2 separate regions of the Callithrix jacchus genome follow, and region 2 is linked to region 1. The links are chromatin contacts, called in public Hi-C maps. All regions are on one chromosome and are shown on one strand. Each heading gives the region's core, a stretch centred on a gene start, on an enhancer-like site or on the middle of the called end of the contact. The rest is flanking DNA. Distances are from core to core; before and after follow the strand shown.

Region 1 (5,302 bases), core at 1,686-4,185:
GAGGCACAGTCCCCTCCTGCTTCAGTCTGCCTACCCTATCCTTTTACTTTGATTCCTCTATGCTATAAACATCATGTTTCAAAATGCAATCCAGGCTCCTCTGCAACTTGTCCTAAGTTTGTGTCGATGTATGTGAGGGAGAAAGAAAGCACAAGGGAAAACAGATGAGGAGAAAAAGAGCAACAGGGAAGGGATCAGGAGCCTTCAGGAGATGGAAGTCAGTGGTGCATCATTTGTGTATCACTGAATTCTTCCCTTTCTCCCAAGTTGCTAGAGTCCAAGGTCCCAGTTGCTAATGTTACAGGGTAAAAGGTTTTATGTATTAACCAACATGACTTTAGAGCTGGGGCCCAGTACTTTTTGTCTCATAACCTTGGGATTGCCACAATTAAACACAGCTCCCTGGAAGCACAGATCACAGGGGCCTCCGGTGTTCGTTTAATGTCCATAGAAGTCTGAACTAGTGCAGGTGCCCAAGGCCATGCACCCCCCTGCAAATGCACAGCAAGGGCCTGGCACCTGGAGACCAGTCAGAAAGGGTCATGTGTTTTCCCAGGGGAAGGAAGGACTAGCCTTGACAGGCACTGCTGTGTCATATGACTCTAGGGGGCGCCATTCGTACAGAGCCTGAAGGTGTGGACCTGGCCCTGCCCCCATGACAGCATGGCCACAATTTCACATCAGGAGTAATAATCAGAGATAGGGGACATTGATTCCCTCCTGAGCTGAAAGGCCCTTTTAGACGATGCTTACAAATCTCCTTGTGAGCTTTTAACAAAAAAGATGCTTGCAACAATCAAAGACCACAAAGGGCAGAATCAGAAACCCAGAAACCCATCCCAGCCTGTGTGCTTCTGAGGAGCTCCACAAGGCACCCTAAACAGAAATGGAGAACCCACTGACTGCTTTCAGGGTCTCATTTCATTCTATAGGTGTTTTCTGCTAAATTTACTTTTAAAACATTCACATTTTTAAAAAAGTATGAATAGCTGTATTTACAGTGTTTATGGTGCACCTTCCAAATTACTTCTTGCCGTCATGCATGCTGGCTCATGCCTGTAATCCCAACATTGTGGGAGGCCAAGGTAGGCAGATCACTTGAGGCCAGGAGTTCAAGACCAGCCTGGCCAACACGGTGAAAACCCATCTCTACTAAAAATATAAACATTAGCGAGGCGTGGTGGTACACACCTGTAATCCTAGCTACTTGGGAGGCTGAGATGCAAGGATCGCTTGAGCCTGGGATGCAGATATGTAGTGAGTAGAGACTGCCACTGTACTCTAGCCTGGGCAACAGAGAGACTGACTCAAAAATAAAATAAAATGAAAAAAATTACTTCTTGTTTTTCATTTAAAATTGAGCAAAGTATCTAATAATTTCAAGTAAAAATGAAGTACTTTTAACATTTTATTGTCAAAAGACAACATTCCTGCTTCTGAGTCTGGCCAGATTGAGAAGAGGAAAACAAGAAGCTACTATGACAGGAATCTTAATTTCAAAGAAAATGATCGGCTTCTCCATGGTTTACTCTGTAATTTCCACATTAGTGAGTGTGTCACCTTTACTATTGGTTAGGACTGCCAGGCTGACGTCCTCATGAGAAAGTCCCTATTACTGCTAAATTCAGAAAACAATCCATGATGCCAAAGTATTGCATCAAATTATGAAGGTTCCCAAAATGACATAACTCACACGAGTCATTAAAAGATCACATTTCACTGTGTTAAGTCTGACTTTTTAATAGCAGTGGGCTCTCTGGATCGAAGGGATGCAGGAAAACATGGGCCCTTTTTAGTATTTTATAGTAACACAGGTTTCAAAAACACTTGTTGGCCAGTCATCTATATGGCAAGTAGCAAATGATTTTATTTGGTAGCTGCCATGAATGACTGCTTTAGGAGGAGTATTTGTAAAAGCACCTGTAACCACAGGGAATTACCTCCACACTCAGGACCTACAGCATTTGGTGAGCCCCAACATGAGTATTTAAACCAACAGCCAGCTGGGCAGAGTGGCTCATGTCTATAATCCCAGAACTTCGGGAGGCCAAGGGAGATGAATTGCTTGAGCCCAGGATTTCAAGGCAACATAGTGAGACCCTGTCTCTACAAAAAAATGTAAAAAATTAGCTAGGCATGGTGGTGTGCACTTGTAGTCCCAGCTACTTGGGGGGGCTGAGGCAGGAGGATCATTTGAACTCAGTGAAGAGTGATTACACCACTGTACTCTAGCTGGGGTGCCTGGGTGACAGAGCAAGACCCTGTCTTTAAAAAAAAAAAAAAAAAATCCCAAAAAAACAAAAACAAAAAACTGGCCAGTATTTACTCTCCCAGAACAGTCAAGAAATGAAAAGGGGCATTGGGGCAAGAGAAGAGTGAGCAGTGAGAATAGTTTGAAGAGGAGACTAGGACCTTGGCCACCAAGATGATCAAGAAAACAGAACTGAAAATACTTCTGTTTATTTTTCAGACAATGAAGGTTAAAAAGGTGGGGTCTAACTAGCACAGACAACCTTACAGTTGCTTTTCTTTCTGTTAACAAGATGACAGCCTAAGCCGCCCAGCTTCTCTCCATCGTTCCTCTACCCCTGTGAAGGCATCTTTTTTTGGGTATTTTCTCTCTGTATTTGGCAGAAGTGTACACAGGACTGGGTAAAAATGGCCAAAGCTGTCTTTTAAGAAAGCTAAAAGTAGCCAAATACAAGTGGTGTCCCAGGTGCTTTCCATGTTCAGGTTTGGACGATGCACCGACTGAAATTCTGACCCTCACTGCCAGGTAGGAGAAGGAAGGAGAGGGTGTGGGGGAAAGCCCCCCAGCTCAGAAAAGGCACTCAAAGCACCAGTGAGAATGTGAGCAAGCCAGGAAGCCCAGAACGGACATCCCAGAGTCCCAAGCTCATCAATGCAGGACAAGGAACCAGAGCAAAGGGAAGGAGGAAGAAAATGAGGACAGAGAGGCTGGAACAGACTGGCTGTGTTTTCTGGCACCCTCTCCTCCACCTGTGGCCTAAAAACACACGAGATGCTCCCAAGGGGTAAAGGCAGGAACAGTGCACTCTTGTTTCCTATGAGGTGGCACATTTAGGTACAGAAAGGTAAGGAACCAGGAACTGTCCTCATCAGCAGGAAACTATGGGCTGGGAGAGAGCTAGAGAGGAGTGGGAGGAGGAGGAAAGGCAGGTGCATGTGAACACTGTGCCAGGGGGTATGAAAAATGACAGTTACGCCAGCTTCCTCATCAGGTTCCTGGAACCTGAGCCGGGAACAAGAAAAGGTTGAGGCCACTTGCTCTTTGCCAGCAGCCAGCAGATACACCCCTCACTGGACAATGAATACCGGATCTGCTGCTTGCTGCCCCATTGAGGATTGGGTGGACTGGAGAACATGTGTTTGAGACAAAATAGAGACAGTATAGTAATTTGCTAAGCGGGTAGGAGGAGGCCAGCATTCAAGGTGTAGACAGTTTGTTTAAATGCAGTCCAAAACCGGATGCTACTCAATGCTTCTGGCTGGAATGCAGCTAGATTTTAACACTACACTCAAAAACACAAAACGGCCAGGCACGGTGGCTCACACCTGTGATCTCAGCACTTTGCAAAGCCAAGGAGTTGAAGATCAGCCTGGGTAACATAGTGAGACTTCGTCTCTACAAAACTAAAAAATTAGAAAAAAACAAAAATACCCCATAAAATATCTTCCCTGAATAACACCTTTGTTGGCAGGGTGGCTGCAGAGTCAATGTTTAACGTGTACACTTAAGGCTTTTTTCAGTTTTGGAGAGAGCATCTCATAGAAGCCTAGGCAGCCAAGGATCCATGTGGCTCTGAGTGACAGCAGAGCTGCCTACCAGGAAAAACATCTGATGGGGAAAGGGGGCCCATCAGATGACTTCCTAGGCTGCTTTCAGCTCTAATGCTTGATGAATGAAAAATGCTCTAACATGACACTGGATGTAGTGAAGTGCTCGATATAATATGATTTAGTGGTGGTGATGCTGAGCATCCCTGGAAGCTGAGAGTGAAGCACAGCAAAAAAGGTAATGAAGTTCAATGGGCACCAATCTTCATACACTGTCTATGCATGTGGCTAACACGATTCTGTAATCATTAAGTCTCAAATTAGTTAGTGACATTCTGATCCACAGCAGTGTCTCCCCTTATCTCAAACTACTTCCCAATCTTCTGCATGTGCACATGTGGGAACACAGGGAGGCATGGAAGTGCACTCTGCCCGCCTTCTGCCTTCACACAGAGGACATCCGGGGCACACACACCCTGACGGGGGCAGGACAGCCGCACAGAACCTGACCCTGGCTTGGAACAGTAGCTCCATCTCTTATTCCCTATATGGCTGTAGTCAAGTTGCTTAGGTCCTTAAGTAAACTTCAATTTCCTCACGGCAACAAGTGGATGACATCACCCTCACAGGACTGTCATGAAGACTAGCTCTACCGAGAACAGATTATTATAGTATACAGGGACTGGGCCAAAAAAGCAGACACATCTATCGAGGTTATCAGTAACTTTGAAGGCACAAGACGTAGAATGTTTATATTTATATCTACCCCATCCTATCTCAAACATACCTCCTGCTTTCTTGCTCAGTTTCAGATGCTACTAAATTTTAAGCCAATGCTGACATTTTGGCATTCCAAAGCCAGGCAATTATGACTGGAGTCACAAGTGGGAACACATATCAGGCATCTGCAAAGACCTGGGCACAACTCTTAAAAAAGGAAATACTGGAGGAGGAGGATGGGAGGCCAAGGAAGGGCAGGAGCCAGGCCAATCATCAGATCCAGACCATCTGCTTTCTGAAAAGTGGTAACAGAAAGACTCACTTCTCCACAGACTCTCAGTAGGCGACAAACAGGTGGCACCCAAAAAGGGTAACAAAATAGACTGCTGTAAGGGACACCTTCTACTGAAGATGCATTTTCTTTTCTGAACTGCTGTCTTCATTAGAATGGTTGCTTTACTTGTCAGGCTTAAGCTATTTCATCAGGGAGACAGTGGTCTGAAAGGGCGGCACATACTTTACAAATCTAGAAATCTTGGTTCTCCTTGAGTCCTCCCTGGATAGGCACTCCTGACTTGTTACTCCTTAATCCCTGGATTCGAGGACCCACCATACCAGAAAGAAATGCTTGTCTGTGAGGCAAGCTCTGGTGACCAGTGTAGCCTCTGAGAGACCTATCACTCCTAGATACGGCTTTCTCTGCCCCCCAGCTTCCTCTCCCTCCCCAGGCTCCATTCTGCACACTGTTCAGGTATCCAGGGGTGACTCCATGACCTCCCTCCTG
Region 2 (5,302 bases), core at 1,464-3,963, 350 kb after region 1:
TATATATATATATATATTGGTAAAGATGTGAAAGATTGGTAATAGCCAGTATTGGTGAGAAGGTTAAAATAAACACTTTCTTTTTGTTTTTGTTTAATTTAATTTTTTAAACTTTTAGGTTCCAGGGTACATGTGAAGGTTTGTTACATAGGTAAACATATGTCAGGAATGTTTGTTGTATAGATTATTTTACACTTAGGTATTAATCCCAGTACCCAATAGTTACCTTCTCTGCTCCTCTCCCTCCTCCCACCCTCCCCGCTCAAGTAGACCCCGGTGTCTGTTGTTTACTTCTGTAGGTTCATAAGTTCTTATCATTTGGCTCCCACTTATAAGTGAGAACATGCAGTATTTGGTTTTCTGATCCTGCATTAGTTCGCTGAAGATAATAACCTCTAGCTCCATCCATGTTCCCGCAAAAGACATGATCTCATTCTCTTTAATGGCTGCATAGTATTCCATGGTGTATATATACATTTTCTTTATCCAATCTTTCATTGATGGGCATTCATGTTGATTCCATGGGAAATAAGCATGTTCCATGTGTGTGTGGGGTAGTAATGGAAATTGATACAGCCTTTTTGGAGGCCAACTTCTTAGTTGAACCTCATGAGAGTACTAATTTAATATTTCTGGTAATGGTAAACTATTGGCAATAATTTAAGTGGCCATCAATAGGGGAATGGCTATAGTATGGCCATGATATAAAATATAGCCATACAGCTTTTTTACTTTTCCTTACATTTCCTCTGACAGCCTTTTAAAAAAGTATGTATTTATTATTACTATTATTATTTTTAGACACAGGATCCCACTCTGTTGCTGAGGCTGGGGTGCAGTGGTGTGGTCATAGCTCACTGTCAGCTCAAACCTGTAGGCTCAAGCAGTCCTCCCATCTTAGCCTCCTGAGCAGCTGGGACTATAGGCATGCACAATCATGCCTGGCAATTTTTTTTTTTTACTTTTTATAGAGATAGAGTCTTTCTATGTTGCCCAGGCAGGTCTCAAACTCCTGGCCTCAATAATCCTCCCGCCTCAGCCTCCCAAGCTACCAAGCCACCATATCCAGCTGGCTTGCAGCCTTAAAAAGAATGTAGTCCATTTATTGATATTAAATAATTTCTGAAAAATATTGTTTATTAATAAAAGGAAGTTTTATTAACAGTACTTGTAATTTTTAAAAAATCCTAAACATATTTCTTCATGTAAATGTGTAGGTATATAAAAAGGCATGGAAGGCACACACCTAACTGCCAATGTTTATTAGCTCTGAGAAGGAGCGTGGATTAGGCGATGGGGAGGGTGTGGGTTTAATTTACTATTCTCAAGTGTTGATTTTTTTATTTTTTGAGACAGGGTCTTGCTTTATCACCCAGGCTGGAGTGCAGTGGTACAAACTCAGCTTACTGCAACCTCCGCCTCACAGGTTTAAGCAATCCTCTAGCCTCAGCCTCCCAAGTAGCTGAGAACGCAGGTGTACACCACCACACCAGGCTAATTTTTGTATTTTATTGTAGAGATGGGGTTTTGCCATGTTGCCCAGGCTGGTCTCAAACTCCTGGGCTCATGTGAACCACCCACCTTGGTGTCCCAAAGTGCTGGGATTATAGGCATGAGCCACTGGGCTTGGCCCAGTGTTGACTGCTTTAATCAAATGTGTCACTATATTGCTTGTGTGGCTTAAACATAATAATAAAAATGGTACTGCAGCAAATCGGTTTGGTTATCCTGCAGTAGTCACATTGTCACAAGCTCCTTATGGGCCAGCAGTATGACTCTAGTTGAAAAGAAAAGTGGAATTTGGGCCTGGCATGGTGGCTCATGCCTGTAATCCCAGCATTTTCAGAGAACGAGGTGGGCAGATCACCAGGCAGTTCGAGACCAGCCTGGCCAACATGGCAAAACCCTGTCTCTACTAAAAATACAAAAATTAGCTGGGTGTCGTGGCAGGTGCTTGTAATCCCATCTACTCAGGGGGCTGAGGCAGGAGAATTGCTTGAACCTGGGATGTGGCAGTTGCAGTGAGCAGAGATTGCACCACTGCACGCCAGGCTGGGCAACAGAGAGAGACTCCATCTCAAACAAACAAAAAACAAGTGGAATTTTAGAACAACTACATGGGGGAAAAAAAGTAGGATTTTCGTGAAATCCATTTTTGCACAGCACAGAGCTGTCTGGTTTTCTGTGTCTACAGCTTCCCAATGAAAGACAGATAAAGAAACAAATACTGAAATCACAGGTGGGATCAAGAATGATTAAAGAGAAAGAAATGAAGACATATTAAAAGGAGACCCCAGTAATTCTGGGGATTGAGAAAGCCAGCATATATAATGAGAGCTGTTATTCACCCTTAGTGACCTGGGAATGAAGGTATCACTAAACAGCTGCTCGAGAAAGACCAGAAGTTCTCAAAGTGTGGTCCTGGACCAGCGGCATCACCATCACCAGGGAACTTTCTAGAAATGCAAGTTCGCAGACCCCGACCCAAACCTACTGAATCAGAAACGTGGGGGTGGGGCCCAGCAAGGTTTTAGCAAGCCTTCTGGGGGATTCAGATGTGCATTCAAGCTTGAGAAACATGACTGTAGACCAGTGCTTCCCAGCATTGACTACAGACGAGTCACCTGGGAGCGTTTGAAGCAGCACGTTCTGATTCAGCAGGAAAGGCCAAGATGCTGCAGTTCTCACAAACACCCAGCTGAGGCTGATGCTGCTGTGTCTCAGGTCACACGTTGAAACACTTCTGAAGGAAGACTGAGTGAGCATTCAGTGATTACAGGGCTTCGTAAGGAAATTGTCGAGGAAAATACAAATAGCAGCATCAGTTTGTCTCCACTGGTATTTTAAAGGATAAGAGCAAGAAAAACGCCGCTTTCAGTGGCTAGTTGCCTGATGTTTGCGGACGTTTCACCAACAGCAATGCCTTTGCATATCTGTAATGTGCTTCCTGAAAGCTCCAAGCATTACCTGCTACGCATGCCACTTTGCAGACGCAGAGGCTGACGCTGGCCCACAGAGCTATTTGCCTTCCAAGGTCACAGCAACCTTGGACAGACCGGGCTGGCAAAGGTCTCCTGACTACCCAGCTGCAGCTTTCTGCAGGCCCCTTAAGGCTGTCCTAGTCAAGCCACAGTGGGAAGTAGTGACAAGGCTCATGAGATCAACACCGCTGTGGCTCAGTTGTAAAAACCGGACCAGTCCGGTCTCCAGGCTCACTGGTGAATAACAGGAATCTTTATCATCCTTTCCGTTAGAAAGCATTTATTTAAAACCCCTTGGCTAACTCGCAGGGTGAGCTGGCCTGTCACACACCATCACATGGTGTGGAAACTGGCACTTAAATTTAGCAACCCACCTCAGCAAACTCAGACTGAGAGGTTTACTGGCCAGCCCAGCCCAGGAGGAGCCAGGGGCTTTCATTCCTAAATCAAGAGGTTTCCAGAAAAAGTGAAATATGGCTTGGGTGGGTTATGCTGAATTATGAGCACCTGTCCCCATCAATAACTTGGCGCCCTCAAAATGCTACAGCAGGACTCTGAGGTCCAAGAATGCCTGTCCTGTACACGGCTGAGGGACGACTATTGGCTTCAGTGCAGGGCTGCCGCTCAGAGAGGGGGACATACCGAAAGGGAGGCACTTGCTTGCTCCAAGGACAGCTTGTTTGTTTACTGACTCTGGGGACAGAGAGAGACAACATTAATCAAGGAATAAATGTCACTTCCCCTTCACACCCCGAGAGGAGTGCTACAAGCGTGGCCTGTGGTTTATCTGTAACAACGTAGGTGAGCTACTCGAGTGCATTTCTGTGATGGCAAACAGCAAGGTGGGCAGGCTGAGGAGTGTGTCCCGATTTACAGGGGACAATCAGAATTATGGCCTGGATGCCGTGCGACAGCTCTGCCTGCAGTCCAGGAAGCTTTTCTGTTATAAAGATCTACTTTCTGGATCACTGCAAACTAGCCAAAGTGGAGTTTGTGCGCATCTTCCGATGAGGGGTAAGAGTCACGACGTTTCAGCAAGCGGGGCTGCCATGTGTCATCTTAGCCAAAGACCCAGCCAGAGTCCTCCTCTTTACTGCAGCTGGGAATGTGATGGTGAGAGAGAGGCAAGAGGATGAGTCTTGCACAAGCTAGACTCGTTAGTCACGGCTTTCCCAACCTTTGACGTGCTTGGTAAATGACAGCAGCCCAAGTGTGGTGAGGGCTTGCCTTCGACATGGGCCCAGATATGTTGCTGTGGGCGGAAAGGCAAGGACCCTCGCAGCCCTACAGGAAGATAACAGAAACCACTCTCCCTGTGTGTGAAAGCACCCGTTGCTCAGATTTAGATAAAGGCGTTTCAGCTCTAGCACACCCACAGGAGTATCTATCTGTTCTCCCACCTTACACAATAGCACCTTACAACAGGGAACAAAACATTCGAGTGTCGTAAACTGGGCCCTGAGGGGAGGAAAAAGGCTGGCAGATATGGGAGCTACCCCTGCTCAGAAATGAAGGGGAGTGGCTCTGTATTCTGAACGTATAACCCTAGTGAATTTCCAGTAATGCTGGGTGATGATGGAAGGGCATCAAAGCCTTTAAGGCTGGTAAACTGAGCTTGCCAAGCCGGGTTCTCACACATGCTGTCATTAGGAGTCCTGGCGACCTGTTAGTGCCCACCCTGCCCCTTCCCATGTCCCATCTTTATCTCTGCTTTCCTCCCTTCCCTTTTTCCTTTGTCCCCTGGTCTCTTGTTTCCTCTCCCCTTTTTAGACCTAAAAGCAAAGAGTGTCTCCCTCCAGACCTTCCTTGGAGTCACTGGGGCCTCTGGGCTAAGGAGATAACTGGTCCTCCATAGGGTAGAAGAAATGGGTCAGGGCCAACACTGATGCAGCCTTGAGTCTAACGCCAGCATGACCCACTGTGTGGGTCATTGTTTTCTTTCAGGGCCTGGTTCTGTAAAATGGAGATAATGGTCCTTCCTCTCCCTGCCTTCCCAAGGATGATTTCAAGGACAAGCCAGATGGTACTTAAGAGCCCGCCTCGGAGGAAGGGCATGGTGTGAGCGCTGGGCGTTATCAGGATTGTTCCCTTACCTTCCAGAGTCTGCTGACATTCTTACTCGTGTCTTTCTCATCTTGTAAAGCAGGTTGCATCCTAAGAATTCTGTTTGGTTCAAGGTCACACAAGGTTGGATGCCTCAGCTGGATTTAAACAAAGAACAACTGAGTTCCTAATTATGGCTCAGCCCATTGGACCACAGTGACCTCTGTCTGGTCTCTACCTGGAAGCCCAGCCCTGTTGGAGGAAGTAATGCGCCTGCC

The links. Hi-C and Micro-C count contacts between places; a contact is called where the count stands out from the background.
Region 2: a contact with region 1 is called in a Hi-C map of skeletal muscle, with 5 times the contacts expected there. The contact joins two enhancer-like sites. A contact is called at or near these places in 2 of 3 Hi-C or Micro-C datasets (both in skeletal muscle).

The regions. Positions count from the first base shown.
Region 1 is chr4:23,207,321-23,212,622 of calJac240_pri, forward strand. The region is part of intron 10 of RREB1 (ras responsive element binding protein 1); the gene reads right to left. Among named protein-coding and RNA genes, the nearest start is that of SSR1, 75 kb to the left of the region's middle. Within about 2 kb of position 2,936, at least 3 of the 16 cell types and tissues checked have an H3K27ac peak or open chromatin away from gene starts, as enhancers often do. A contact at or near this core is called in skeletal muscle, where this site is marked.
Region 2 is chr4:23,556,953-23,562,254 of calJac240_pri, forward strand. No RefSeq gene overlaps it. Among named protein-coding and RNA genes, the nearest start is that of RREB1, 160 kb to the left of the region's middle. Within about 2 kb of position 2,714, at least 2 of the 16 cell types and tissues checked have an H3K27ac peak or open chromatin away from gene starts, as enhancers often do. A contact at or near this core is called in skeletal muscle, where this site is marked.